Regions from separate parts of the Drosophila melanogaster genome. Here region 1 is linked to region 2. The links are chromatin contacts, called in public targeted proximity ligation maps. All regions are on one chromosome and are shown on one strand. The core of a region is the stretch at or near the end of the contact, and the rest is flanking DNA. Distances in the headings are between cores, read along the strand shown. Region 1 holds the start of Spn (Spinophilin). Region 2 holds the start of CG1146.

Region 1 (6,886 bases), core at 464-2,963, 65 kb after region 2:
ATCTTGTTGTGTTCTACCCCAAACTCCCCTTATTGTATCTTTTGGAGCTCCCTCTTCCAGTGCACTGGAAAAAGCGTTAGATATGGTTTATCTATAAAGATATTGTATGAAAATTTTATTCTCTACCACACACTATACGTTAATTTTAATACAAGACCTTTAAATTGAGATAAGCATCAGATACCACATTTTTTCTCAGTGTATTGGGGACTGACATGAAGCGCAACTGTTTCTGCGAGACAAAGGAGCAGAGAGAGAAGAAGACGACGAAGGAAGTGGAAGCGGGAGTGGAGAATAAGGAGCACAACAGAGGGAAGTCGTTGAAATTAAATACGGTTTGTAACCAGAAATTCCGCAACTAAAAATAAACAAATGAGAAAAAGAAGCGCAGAGCACGCGACGCACAAAAGAGGGTGAAATTGTACCCGCGAAGAGCTGAGTTTAACAACAATATAATGTTCTTGGCCTCGCCAGCGATTTTTTATTGAGGAAATAGTGCAAATAGAATTGTGATTTCTGCATATTTGCATAAATTGCGGCCACTCGCAGAATTGCAAAACAAAGAACGGCGATAAATAAGGCCAAAACAACGATAGCGAAATTATCAGAAGAAACCCACACATGCAAACAGAACCTAAGACAACAAGAGAAAAACAAAAGTCACTTGCTTTCGTTTTGTTTTGTTTTGTTATGTTATGGTTTTTTATCACCCAGTCTCCATCTCGCTCTCGCTCCCCCTCTCTCCCGCTTCTCTTACTCATTCCCACCCGATCGGAGTTGCATTTTGCGATCAACGGTTCTTTGGTTGGGGCATACTTCCTGCTCGCTCGCACCTACGCGAAAAGGCTCTGCGAAACCAGTTATTAAAAGCCATAAAAAGGAGAACCGTTTAACTGTTTAAGTGTCCCATGTTGGTTTTTTCGCCAGGTGTCTGAAACTTCGCCAGCTGTTGGCCGAAACTATTTTCGTATTTTCGTGTTTCGCTCGCAATTCTGCAATTTGCAATTGTTTTTTCGGGGGTTTTTTGCTGTCCTGCTTCTGCGCAGAGGGTGCAAGCAGGACGACAGGACTCGAACTCACACACACCCCTAAAAATGCCGCTACTCCAAATGCAATTTCATTGTTTTACCGTTGTATTTGCACTAAAATCGGAACCTGAATTTAATGGCGATTTCGTTTCAAAATATTTGCGTACACCCGGAATTGTGTGGCACCCACACCCCCAATTTACACTTCGTATTTCGTTCAACTCCGGCGCAGCTTCGTTTTGCTCTCTATATACAGCTTCATTGCGTTTTTTTTTATTAAATTTCTTTGCGCAAAAGGAGTGGCGTTGTCCAGGATTTTTTCACACATACACATGGACCTTATACACATATAGTCGGCGTCTTTTTATTTTCATTCGCACTGTTTTGTACTTTTTTCCGGCACATTAGCTTTTCGCCAAACTCCATTTAACACTCCTTTGCTGGGATTTACCTTTAAAAAGCTTTTTGTTTAGCCCTTTCGGTATACACAAATCCTTTTTTTTAAATACTCGCGACCCGGAATACTCGAATATATCCTATTTCGAAGGACGTTAATTGTACGATGAAAAAAATCACTCGATCATCATATGAACTCAGTACCCGCGGCAATTTATACTTATTGTTGATATTTTTGCAGCGGTTAAACTCGCGACGAAAACGCGTCCGTTTAGCTTGAATTTCGGGCCGATTTTGGTTTTGCTTTGTTTTTTTAGAGCTGGTACGATAGGAGACGACTATTCGATACTATCGGTGAATTGTTTTGGCGCTATGGGTTTTTAATTCTCGATTCAAGTGCGGTCTCACTGATAACTTGCTAATAATATTCGATTTATTCACTTATATTCGAGCAATCAGCGCTACATTTCAAAAAGTTTGTGTTCTAAACTGGCATTGCTTTGGCCATTTTACGAAATTCAAATTTATTTTTCCTTAGGAAACGCACAACGCTTGAAAATGCAGCTCAATATTTAATATTTAAAGAGCTTAAGTTTTTAAGAAAATTATAGTAAATCTGTATTATTCACTTTAGGTCATTTGTAAGGTAATGTAAAAACTAGCAAAGACTCAAACCAGTAGAAAGCTCTCTACATTCATGTTAAATATTGAAATATTCGTTTGGTGACCGAATTTTAAAATACCTTTTGTATTAAAATAACTTCTTAATAATAAATACCAACCGGCAAATAAAATGCGGATCTTTTGTTGTATTTTTTTTTTTTAATTTTGAGATTATATATATATAATAATTAGATTTACATTCATTTCTGTACCATTTTACTTGTTTTATTTTAGAAATAAAGTAAGCATTTATTACTAATTCTTTTATTTTTTTTTTTTGTTGCTTTAGACGTGCATGTTGGTGCACTTATCTTTCCATTTTGCTTGGATGAACATTACTAAATACGGGGGCGTACAATCAGTTTATAACACAAAAACAAACAATATTTTAAATATACTTCTTCATGAGACTTTTTCGTGTGGAAGAGAAGGGAGTGGGGCGAAATCACGCAAACAACATAAAATAAGGCAGAATTAGTGTTTCATTGGGGACATTGGAGTGTGTGCCAGTTGGGGACAAGATTCTTCTATATGCACTCGATATAGAGATATTGCAACGTGACCACTTTTGATATTGAAGCTAGTGAAAACACAAAGAAATGCACACAGTACAAAAAGCGGAGATGGTTATCAATTTTAACATGCTACGATTTATAGAATTTTGGTTTAATTTCCCTCCTCGATTCGTTCATCCGTTATTTTTGCTTTTGTTTTCATCATTCTCTTGGCTCTGTATAAAAGTTCAGTAAAAAATGCAGCTTAACTAGGTTCTCGTTTTGTAATTCCCTCCAATTTCGTTATTAAGGTAGCTCTCCTCGCAAACGACGTGGTGCGTTTCTATACTTCCATTGGATTTCCTCAATTGTTGCAAGCTTGCTTGGGTTTTGTGTTGCTTTCGGCTTTATTTTACATTAATCAATTATTTACTTGTTTATCACTTAGTTTTTACAATGGCGTTTTATGTGGGTTTTGTTTGCTTTGCTTTGCTTCGCTTCGCTTCGATTTCCATTTGCATTTGCATTTGCATAAAATGTATAAATTTCCTCTGCTCTCTCTCCACTAACACGTATTTATCAGAAACGCACAAATAAATTCTATTTGATAATATCAAGAACAAAAACTAACTGCATATATTTTCTTCTATATTTTCTGCTGTGCGCAGAAAATTCGATATACTTGTATGTTTTGTGGGCTTATGCTGCGTTGCTAACTTTCAACTTAAGTTTAACTTGTAAGCGAAATCATACACAATCGTGAAACGACATTTGAAATGAATCTGAATCTGAATCGTGTGTGCTGGGTGTTTGTTCAGTTATGTAACGTTAATATACATACATCGAAAGGATGGAGGATACGAATTGCTTTAATTGCGGTTTTTTTTCTGACCAGATCTGACAAAAAACCTCGACGAGTGAGCTTGAAATGTTCGTTTCTAAATATTAAGTAGATTATTTTATACACATATATATATATATATATATATGTATATATATATATATAGACTCGCGTTGATCGAGTTTTCTTAGCACATTTACTAATTGAAACGTTGTCGTGGTGAATTTCATAAGCACAAGTTCATGACCTCGGGTTGTTGGTATGTTGTTGAGTGTTGTTGTTGTTGTTGTTGTTGGTGTGTTTGTTTAGGATATCTCACTTAATCGTTATGCACTCTTCACTTAAATCAGCTAATTATCTTTTATGTGTTCGCGTTAGATACTTTCATTCATTTTCGTTTGCCTTTTGTGGTAAAATAAGAAGAAAATGTTTATGGGTTGATTTTGTTGCCGGTTGAGCAAATCGATCGCTGGGCCGTCGATCGAAGGCTGCCTGCCACGATCATCGATCGTCGATTGGATTGGATTGAATTGGATTGGTTTCGATTGGATTCGATTACCAATTGGCCATGCCCGGCTTGTTGAGCGTCATAAAGTAGATTTGACACGATGAAGCACCTTTGGCACTGCTGAAGAATACTTTGTCGTTTCGCTCGCAAAGGAATTTCAAGCGCTGCGCCTTTTTGTGCATGAACACACCATCCAAATGGCCGCTCTCAACGGAACGTATCTGTAATGAGGGCACAAACCATTAAAATGATTACTCGAGGTCCCAAAAGCATGCTCACTCACCTCTATTGCTTTATTGCCCCAGCCCATGATTTGTCCAGTGCCGATGTAGGCCACCGAGGTGGGCATCTCGCCCCACTAAGAAGGAGTAAAAAAAAAGTGTATTAACACACTGGCCAACTAAATAGCTAGAAGTATTCCCCGATGACTTGCCTGCAGTACAATGTTCTTGGAAACGCGGCCCACAGTGTTCACATAGACGCCCTCATTGTCGTAGCACAGCAGCAGTTGCATGCCATTTGAGTTGGGAAGCGCCACAATACAATGCGGAATGATTGCACCCTGAGTCTGCAGAAATAGCAATTATTTAGCAATCAATTACGACATTTGCCATCAGACCAACTTACATGCTTGGGAAGATAGATATCGTATACTTCAGCTGAATCTAAATCAACCGCATGGAAACCCTCGGCGGAGCCATAGATCACCTTCAGTCTCGACTGATCCTCAATGGTGAGATCGACCAAAAGCGGGCGATGTTCCAGTTCACCAAAATTCTATGAAATAAAAACCATGACTCGAAAACTTTCATAATGATTTGCGGAGACCCACCTTAAATGCCATAAATTTGTGATATGGTTTGGGAGCCCATGCATAAATTTCAATAGAGTCTTTTAATGCAATCACTAGGAACTTAATCCTCTCGTATTTGACAATCTTAAAATGTACAGCACCTTGCAGATCACCCACGTTGATCCAACCGTTCCGACGCTCCACTTGCTGCAATTGAAATCGTATCGAATTATTAGTCGAATGGCTAACTTGGCAATTCAAATAACTCACATCGGAGAGTCCGTCGGTGCGCAAGATCTTCGACTTTAGCCAGGACAAGTAGTAGACGCGCACTCGGTTCTTCTTGCCGGATATGGTGACCAATATGTTCTGGCCCTCTAGCACCTCCATTTGCTGGAAACGGCGTCGCGAGATGAGCTGGTAGACCTGTGGCAGCAGATATAATGGTGCATTAGAGGGGTACATGATTTCATTCTATATAAATCACTTACCTTGCCCTGACCGGATCGATCTAGCAGCATTAAGCCATTCTCCGTTCCAATCAGCAGGTTGACGCCCCATAGCGCTGCGCACAGGATTTCCGAATTGAAGCGCTTCTTATACTTACGGATCTCGGGCGTATCGTTGGCCGCCTCGTGGGAGGTGGGCGTTACATTGACATTGACGTGCGATTCCCGGCGCGAAGGACCAGAGCCGCCGGCGCCGAAGCCAAAGGTCAGGAAACTGCGCTGCTTCTGTTGCAGGGCATAGGCGTGCGGTGGCAGCGGATTGGAGATCGAGGCCGAGGACGTCGAGGAGCAGGGCGTCAGGTGGTGCAGGTTCGCGGAGGAGGAAGAAGCAGATTTGTGCAAGAGATTAGTAATACTGCTGGAGGAGCGCGTCTTGCTGATCGAATTCTTGGGCGAATTCTGGCGCGAATTCGAGGACGAAGAGGCGAGCGATATCGTCGATTGGGGCGAGTGATTGCTGCTGATAATCACGCCGCCCACAACGGTACCGCCCCCCAAACCGAGACCACCGCTTCCGCTGCTGGCGATAAACGATTTCGATGGCGTGGAATGCACGGATGAGCTAATGGCCGCTTGATACTGCTTAATCGATAACACAGTTCGATTATTTCGATTAGTTTATTGGCGTACGTTATCGATTATTATTTATTTATTTTTATATTTTTACATAGGATTTCATTGGTTTTTGATTTGTTTACGTTTTTTTTTTATGTAGAAAGAAAAGAAAAATAGAAAAGTGCAGAAAAATTGTAATTAGTCTTAAGATGTCAACTAAAAATAAGATAAATTAAAAAATATTCACATGCGAGGATTGGGTGTGTGCTTCGGTTTATGTGAGCATAGAGAGCATTACAATAGTGTCTTGTGTGCTTATAAGTGTTATGTGTGGATGCTTAGACTAACAACAAATGAAAATATAGCCGAAACTCAGACCATGTTAACAGTGGTAAAAAAGGCGGAAGTGTGTTAAGATTAAACCAGAAGAAATTATAAATCAATATGTGATTAATCTTTCCCCAGAGGCCTTTGGTAAAAAGAAGAAACCCATTGAAAATGTGTTGTGTTTTCATACTTTACTTTGGAACCTGTGTGTGTTGTATGTGGTATGTGTGTAATGTATAGTAGACGAAACGTTAGCCACAAAAGATTGGCTGCTTACAACGCAAAAGACAAAGGGAATACCCAAGTTGAAATTGAAATGAATTTGTTTTATTGACAGAATAACACGGAAAAGTGTTCCCAGATCTGGGAAAAAGTTGTAAAGATGTGCAAAAATTATATTTAAGATTTCCATGTCCCTTGAAGAAAACTTACAGATTGTATGGCACATTATGAAAAAAATGTGATGAAAACACATAAGATGAAGAGAATTATAACTATACACAAACGTATTTTCTTGTTTTGGTAGTTGTTTATTGGGTTTGGTTGGTTTTTTTTTTTAAGAGAGCAAATTATACAAAATAAGGAGCACTTTGTCGTTGGGGGACTAATCGTTCATACTTACTATTGTAATGTTTTGATTGTTTGTTTTTGATTGGTAATTTGTAAATTGTTAGAATATATCGTAGTGGCCATCAGCTCAAACGTTGCGGAAAGACAAAGCACAATTAAGAAGAAGAAATTTGTTTAAACATTTTGGATCTTTACTTTTTGA
Region 2 (5,997 bases), core at 3,308-5,807:
TCTCAGCAGAAATAAAAAGGCCGACTGACTGTCGATCGCTTCCTGTGCATTCTATTCGAAGAGGGACGTTCGAATAAGGCAGCTCCACTCGTTCATTAGTGGCCGGGAAAATGCCATGTCACGAGTTTCCTATTAAGATGGGGAAAATGGGAACGGATTGTGGAGACCATTGAGGAAAACGCACGTTTTCAGCCATTCCTGCATGCATTCGTATCTGCACTCGAAGCTCTTTATCTCATATCTCGTGGATTCGCACCTTAATTGCCACACTTTATGCACACTTTTAACGGTCTATCGTCTGTTTCTTTCTCTTGCAGCAATCTCGTTGCGAAAAGCAAAAGTCACTCGGGCATATCAGCACCCATCGGCCTTGGCCCCCAGCTACCACCCCTTCCCCTCGGCGGCGGTTTTGTTAAGTTGCGTCATGTAGCCAAGGAGGAGGATACCAGTAGCAGCAGCAACACATCCTCCGCCAAGGAATCGCCAGATAAGAAGGATCTTCGCCAGGAGCAGGCAGAAGCTTCGGGAGACTCATCGCACCCAACGGCTCTGCCACAGTTTCTTCAAGGCGTCCAACGATCATCAACCGAGGTGAGTCTATTATCCATCTGAGGAAGAAGTTAGAAGATTCCTTTTTATTGTAATTATCTACACATCATTTAAATGTGATCACCATTGCTCAGTACGAGTCAAGAACGAATCAATTCCCTTGGATAATTTCAATACAGAAACCCCCCTAATTGTATCTGACCCAGTGTCGGTCAATTGAACCGATTCACGTGTGAGCTGATGCCAACCATCCATTATCGATTATCCATTTATCCAGGTCATGGGCCCCGATCAGCGGTCTTTGGTGATTTCGAAGACCGGCTCCATTGCGGAGCGTTTGGCGGCACTCCACAAAAGTGGCGAGGACGACTGGAAGAAGCGCATCTCGAAGCGCGACGAAGTCGACGATGTGCACCGTGAAAACTTCGTAAACGTGAGTACCCACCACTTGTATCTGGTATCTGCAATCGTGAATATGGAGTATGTAGTGTTTATGGTATCTGGAAGATAGGTTAAGTTGCAATGCATGCGGTGGTCTGCTGTGGACCGCAACGAATCCGATCTCGATCTCGATCGCAATTGCGTGAAAATGGTTTCCTTATTGCTAATCGTTTTGTTTATTAACGTTGTTGCACTTTTCTCTGCAATTTCTGCAATGCGCCCGTTGTTCGTGCAATGCCAACTGAGCGTTAAACCTGACGGCAATGACATAATAATGCGAAAAGTGCAAGTGATACCGATCGCGGAGGGATGAGGATGAGGATGAGGATGGGGGTGTTATCTGGATGATGTGTGTTGTGACTTACATCCGAGGAAGGGGAATGACGTAATTGAAGTGGGTTCCGCGATAAGGTGTCTTGCTGCGAATTGTGTGTATTATGAATAATCAGAATGGATCATAATGCGAGAGAAGGCCATTCTATACTTACCGAACAGAAATACCTGTAAAGTATCTCACGGTTACTAAAGTGCAATATTTGATAAGAAACTGAATCACTGACATCTTAATTCTCTATAAAAGACATTATATATTGCTAAGTAATTAAGAATTGTATTGCTTATTCTTAGTTTTACATTTACATTACATTACGTATACGTCGTGTAGACTACATGTCGTATACGCAAAAACGTTGCATACATTCGGGCATATCGGCAACACACGGGCAAAACGGCGTGTTCGAATCTCGTAAGAATTATTGCATACTTTCAGGGTGACCACGATCAAACTTTGCATTGATTTTCAAACGAAAACAAACTTGTGCACCTTTTTTTTGGGGGAAGTGCAAGCTTGGCAAGTTTGCTGTTTTCACTAGCCAACCCAAGAGCTTCGGCTGATTTTGCCTTATTATTTATGGGCATGGGCACTTTGCGGCTGCTATCAGACCTGGTTTAAAATCCGATTCCGTTTGGACTGTCAATTAGCCGATCCATTGAAAATTGCCGCTAGCTTTTGGCGAGACATGAAGTTTAGTGAACTCTCTCTGGTAAACGGTTACTTCTGGTTCATAATTATGCGGGCAGTCTTCGGCCGCCCTTTTCGCGCCTTTCCCCAAAGTAATCACACTTAATTACTGGGACTCCGCCTCCTTATACGAGTTTCTATATGTATGTATATACATATATGGTGCCCACCATCCCATCGTCTGTTGGGTGGAGAAATTGTGAGGAAATCGTGTCAGAGCGATCTTCTGACCCACACACCAAACAAAATGCATATTATATTCCCCACTCTCAGGCCAAATGAGTTTTCAAGTGCTGTCGCTTTTGTTATTGTTGTGGTTGCTACAGCTGTTACTGTTTTGGGTTCCCTATTTTCATGGTGGCTCAGTACACTGAGCGAATTAATTGTGGGGGTTCCCATTGCTAGACTTTTATTTATATTGCATTGTATTGCAAACTACAAAGTATTATTTTCTGTGTGCTTGACGACAGCACAGTGGGACAAGGTCAATGTGCAGAGCATATATTTAGAGAAGATAGATCATCTGCAAGGGAGTGCCCATTTCGCTTGTTCCCCCACCCAAAGTTCTACCCTCATTTTCCGCCCCACGACACTTGACGCCCATTATAGTACAATTTATTAATAATTAAGATGAATTTCTGTTTTCTCTGCTCTGATGGACGCGAGACACTCGTATTCATGCGCTGTTTGGCAGACGTCCCAGGTGGCGTATGCGCAATTAGTCTGCCCAACTCTTTGACGCAGTCCCCAAGCGCGTGTCAAGGCAGAAAGAAATCTTTGTAATTTAGCACAATTTATCAGGCCGCGATCGCAGAAAGCGAGTGAACAAACGGAGTGGAGCAAATGAAAATGCGCATAGTAATGAAGGGCTCGCCAGAGTGCCGCATCCAGAATACAGCATCTAGCACACAGCATCTCGCATCCAGGAGTTTCGGTTCCAAGAGGGCAGCTAAAAATATATAGACAGTGTCTAGTTTTCTACTCCTGCCTTCACAATTTGGAGGCAACTGCCAACTTACATTTTGCCATAATTTTCCAAACTTGCCTTGTGGGCTGTGGCAAGCGCAGCATCTGAGAAAGCAAACCAAAGGCAACTACAGCAGCCAGACCAGACACTCAGAGAAAAAATGTGTCAACTGGAAAATTAATGTTTGCTTCCTAAGCAAAAAGAAAAAATATATCTTTCAAATATATTTGTCTGATCTTTAACTTTTTGATTAAACCAAACACTTGGCTCTTGGAAATAATATATGTTTTTGGGCAGTTTACTTACCTTTTTTCCCTAACTGTAGCAACAATTACAAAGTGAAGAAATAAAGATGGAAAAGGAGGCGAACGAAGGTTGCTTTTGGACTGCTTCTAACTGGCAGAAGTTGTTGTTTTAGGGGCTTCGCAGGGTCCGCAGCATTTGATCTCCGCCTGGAGATCTTGAACGTGCTCATCTTCCAGCTGCAGGCCTCGCCTTCTGCTGTTGTAAATTGTTTTGTAAATTTGATATACTTGCAGTTTTGTGCTCCGGCTCGCCGCAGTCTACTTCATTATCATTGTTGCAGTTGCTGCTGCTGCTGCAATGCTGCAATGTTGCTGCGGTGCTGTTGATGTTGCTGCTGTACTTGTTCATTAGTCCATGCCCTCGCATCAGTGACAACAGCGGCGGAAAGGGGCAGAAAAACAGCAGTAGCCCGAGCTGTTCATAAACTTCTAAAATCAACTGCGGCCCTCTGTTTTCCCCGTTTGTATCTGTATCTGTATATATATATATCTGCTGCTGTATCTGTATCTGGCCGATGTATCTACAAGCTGCAAGAATGCCTGCTTATTGCTGATTACTTTTATTGCTTCTGTATGTGATTCATTACTTCTCGAGATAAGGTGGCTTGCTGCTCTCGATCCTCTACCTTTTTTCTTAGTTTCTTGGCAGCTATTGAATTTTTAGACAATTACATCATTGTGCCTCAAGTTGCTGAACTTGCATTGGTTTATTTTTAGTGCGACTAAATGAATTTCGCGTTAGGCCTTCTTGGCTGCCTTCTTCTCTTCTCTGGTGATTCATCTCATCAGCTTGGGCAGATGTGGGCCCAGCCCAAAAATTTCGTTGTCCCTTTTTATTTGGTCACATTCCAGTCACGAAGTGTACAGAAAATGTGTGTGTATACAGACGATCGAATTTTTGTTAAGTTTTGGTACCATGTAAAAGTAAGACTTAAAACAGCTTCCTTAACAATAATGTATTTCGAAATAAGAATTGAGTAGTAATTACAAAGAACCATTACTTGTTCAGTTTCATAGCTGATATTTGTCACATTAAAATCACCCTTTTTATAATTTACCCTTTTTCACGGCATGCCCACAATGATCTTGTTTACTACGCTTAGTTTAATTTAAAAAGCCTTCTTAGCTGTCGTCTTGGCAGCTTCGTCTTCCTCCTCGTCGTCGGAGACTCGGAGCTTCGTTTTCCTCGAAGACCCGGCTTTTGAAGAATCCGATCCAATGCGATACGATGCGATCCCGAGTTCCCGACTTCGGCGGTCTGTAAATTTACGAGGCAGTTTCAATCGCGACTTGGAAGCGAGTGGTTCGCACTTCGCAGCGGCAATTCGAGTTTGATTTGAGCTCTCGATTCGCCAGACATTGTTGCTATTGTTATTAGTATGCATTATTACCCGCTGCCGGTTTCAATTGACATTAAAATTGATAAGCGACAACTAAAAATAAAAATAAAACTGGAGGCCCGCTGCGAGTTGCATAAAAAGTAATGCGAAGTGGTTTCCTGAGTTGCATAAACTGTCGAATGCAGCAGGAAGCGAATGGCACTGTTTTTACTTATCTATTATTTTTTGTTTTTTGTTCGCATTCGCTTGGCAGCGGCTGAAAAGAAAAAGTGAAATATGAAATTATGAAAAGCGATATATAAATACCAAAGTGTTTCAAGGCTGGCTATTCCACTTGTGTGCACAAATAAGCACACATACATACGTGACTACCCACCCACCTGTAAATACAAAACTTTCTCAAAGTGCGACTGTCAAAATAAAATAAGATTTGACATGAAATCTCCGAAGTGACCGCAATCTCTTTGGCCATTACAAATCGCGTAGAAAAGAACCAGAACCCACGCAAATGATTCAGAAATAAGTATTTCACTCTGCTCGACACAAAATGTGTTCTGAAATCCGAAAGGCGCATCTGTTTTCACATCTAGTCGCGATGCAAATGTCTATATTAGATGGGAAGATTTTACAAAAAGATGACACAAATTTCTAAGGGGCGCAAAATCAACAATTAGCAATTAATTCCCATAAATCACAAAGAGGCACCCCAGTTGCTCCGTTTGTTGTTGTTGATCGTGCCTTTCTATATTTGGTTTATTTACCTACGTGAGCTGTTTGCATATGTCGCGTCTCTGATAAACCAGGCAAATATAATAAAACCGAAGATGATACAGAGCGCAGTGGAAATGTGGAAACCGCAGCAAATATTTACACTAATTTTGAAAGAGATATATTCCTAAAAGAAGCTGAAAAATATAACATGCTACTAATGAACTACAAAACTCAGAATCAAAAATTATAATACTTATGTCAGTGTTATACATACAGTATAAATTTCGCAAAGGGTTAAGGTTTGCTAAAAGAACTTCTTTGAAATGAAAGTTGCCCATTTGCTGGCTCCCTCGCACGCGCACGCTCTTATCAGACATGACCAACTACTTGACCCAACCAGAACAACAACAATGGCAGCCCGAACAACAACAACAGCGCAACAGCATCATCAGATTGCCAAGAAGAATTCTGCGCAAGTGCAGCAGGTTTGCTCTCTCTTGAAGAGCGAGCTTAAGGCGACTGCGCTCGCCAAAGAGAGCAGCCGAGCGAGCAAGAGAGCGTGGGGGAGAGCAAAAGCTCCCCGCTTTGGGGAGCAGTTTCGCATCGCACCGCTGAGTTTCGCATCGACATTCGCGTTCACGTCTGAGTTCGAAAAGAGGAGCC

The links.
Region 1: a contact with region 2 is called in a targeted proximity ligation map of the Kc167 cell line, with 2.6 times the contacts expected there. A contact is called at or near these places in 10 of 107 Hi-C or Micro-C datasets (the D17-c3 cell line, the Kc167 cell line, the OSC cell line and 2 more) and 2 of 7 datasets of targeted methods (both in the Kc167 cell line).

Annotation. Positions count from the first base shown.
Region 1 is chr3L:2,552,579-2,559,464 of dm6, forward strand. It overlaps Spn (Spinophilin), which reads right to left and starts at 1,714. Exons shown (of 16, transcript NM_001259642.1): 1 at 1,480-1,714. It overlaps msn (misshapen), which reads right to left. Exons shown (of 18, transcript NM_206252.3): 12 at 5,215-5,811; 13 at 4,994-5,149; 14 at 4,763-4,930; 15 at 4,558-4,707; 16 at 4,364-4,498; 17 at 4,214-4,288; 18 at 2,269-4,151. The coding sequence ends at 3,978.
Region 2 is chr3L:2,484,247-2,490,243 of dm6, forward strand. CG1146 reads left to right here and starts at 4,558. Exons shown (of 2, transcript NM_167951.2): 1 at 4,558-4,644. Svil (Supervillin) reads left to right here. Exons shown (of 19, transcript NM_001299990.1): 12 at 318-591; 13 at 827-982.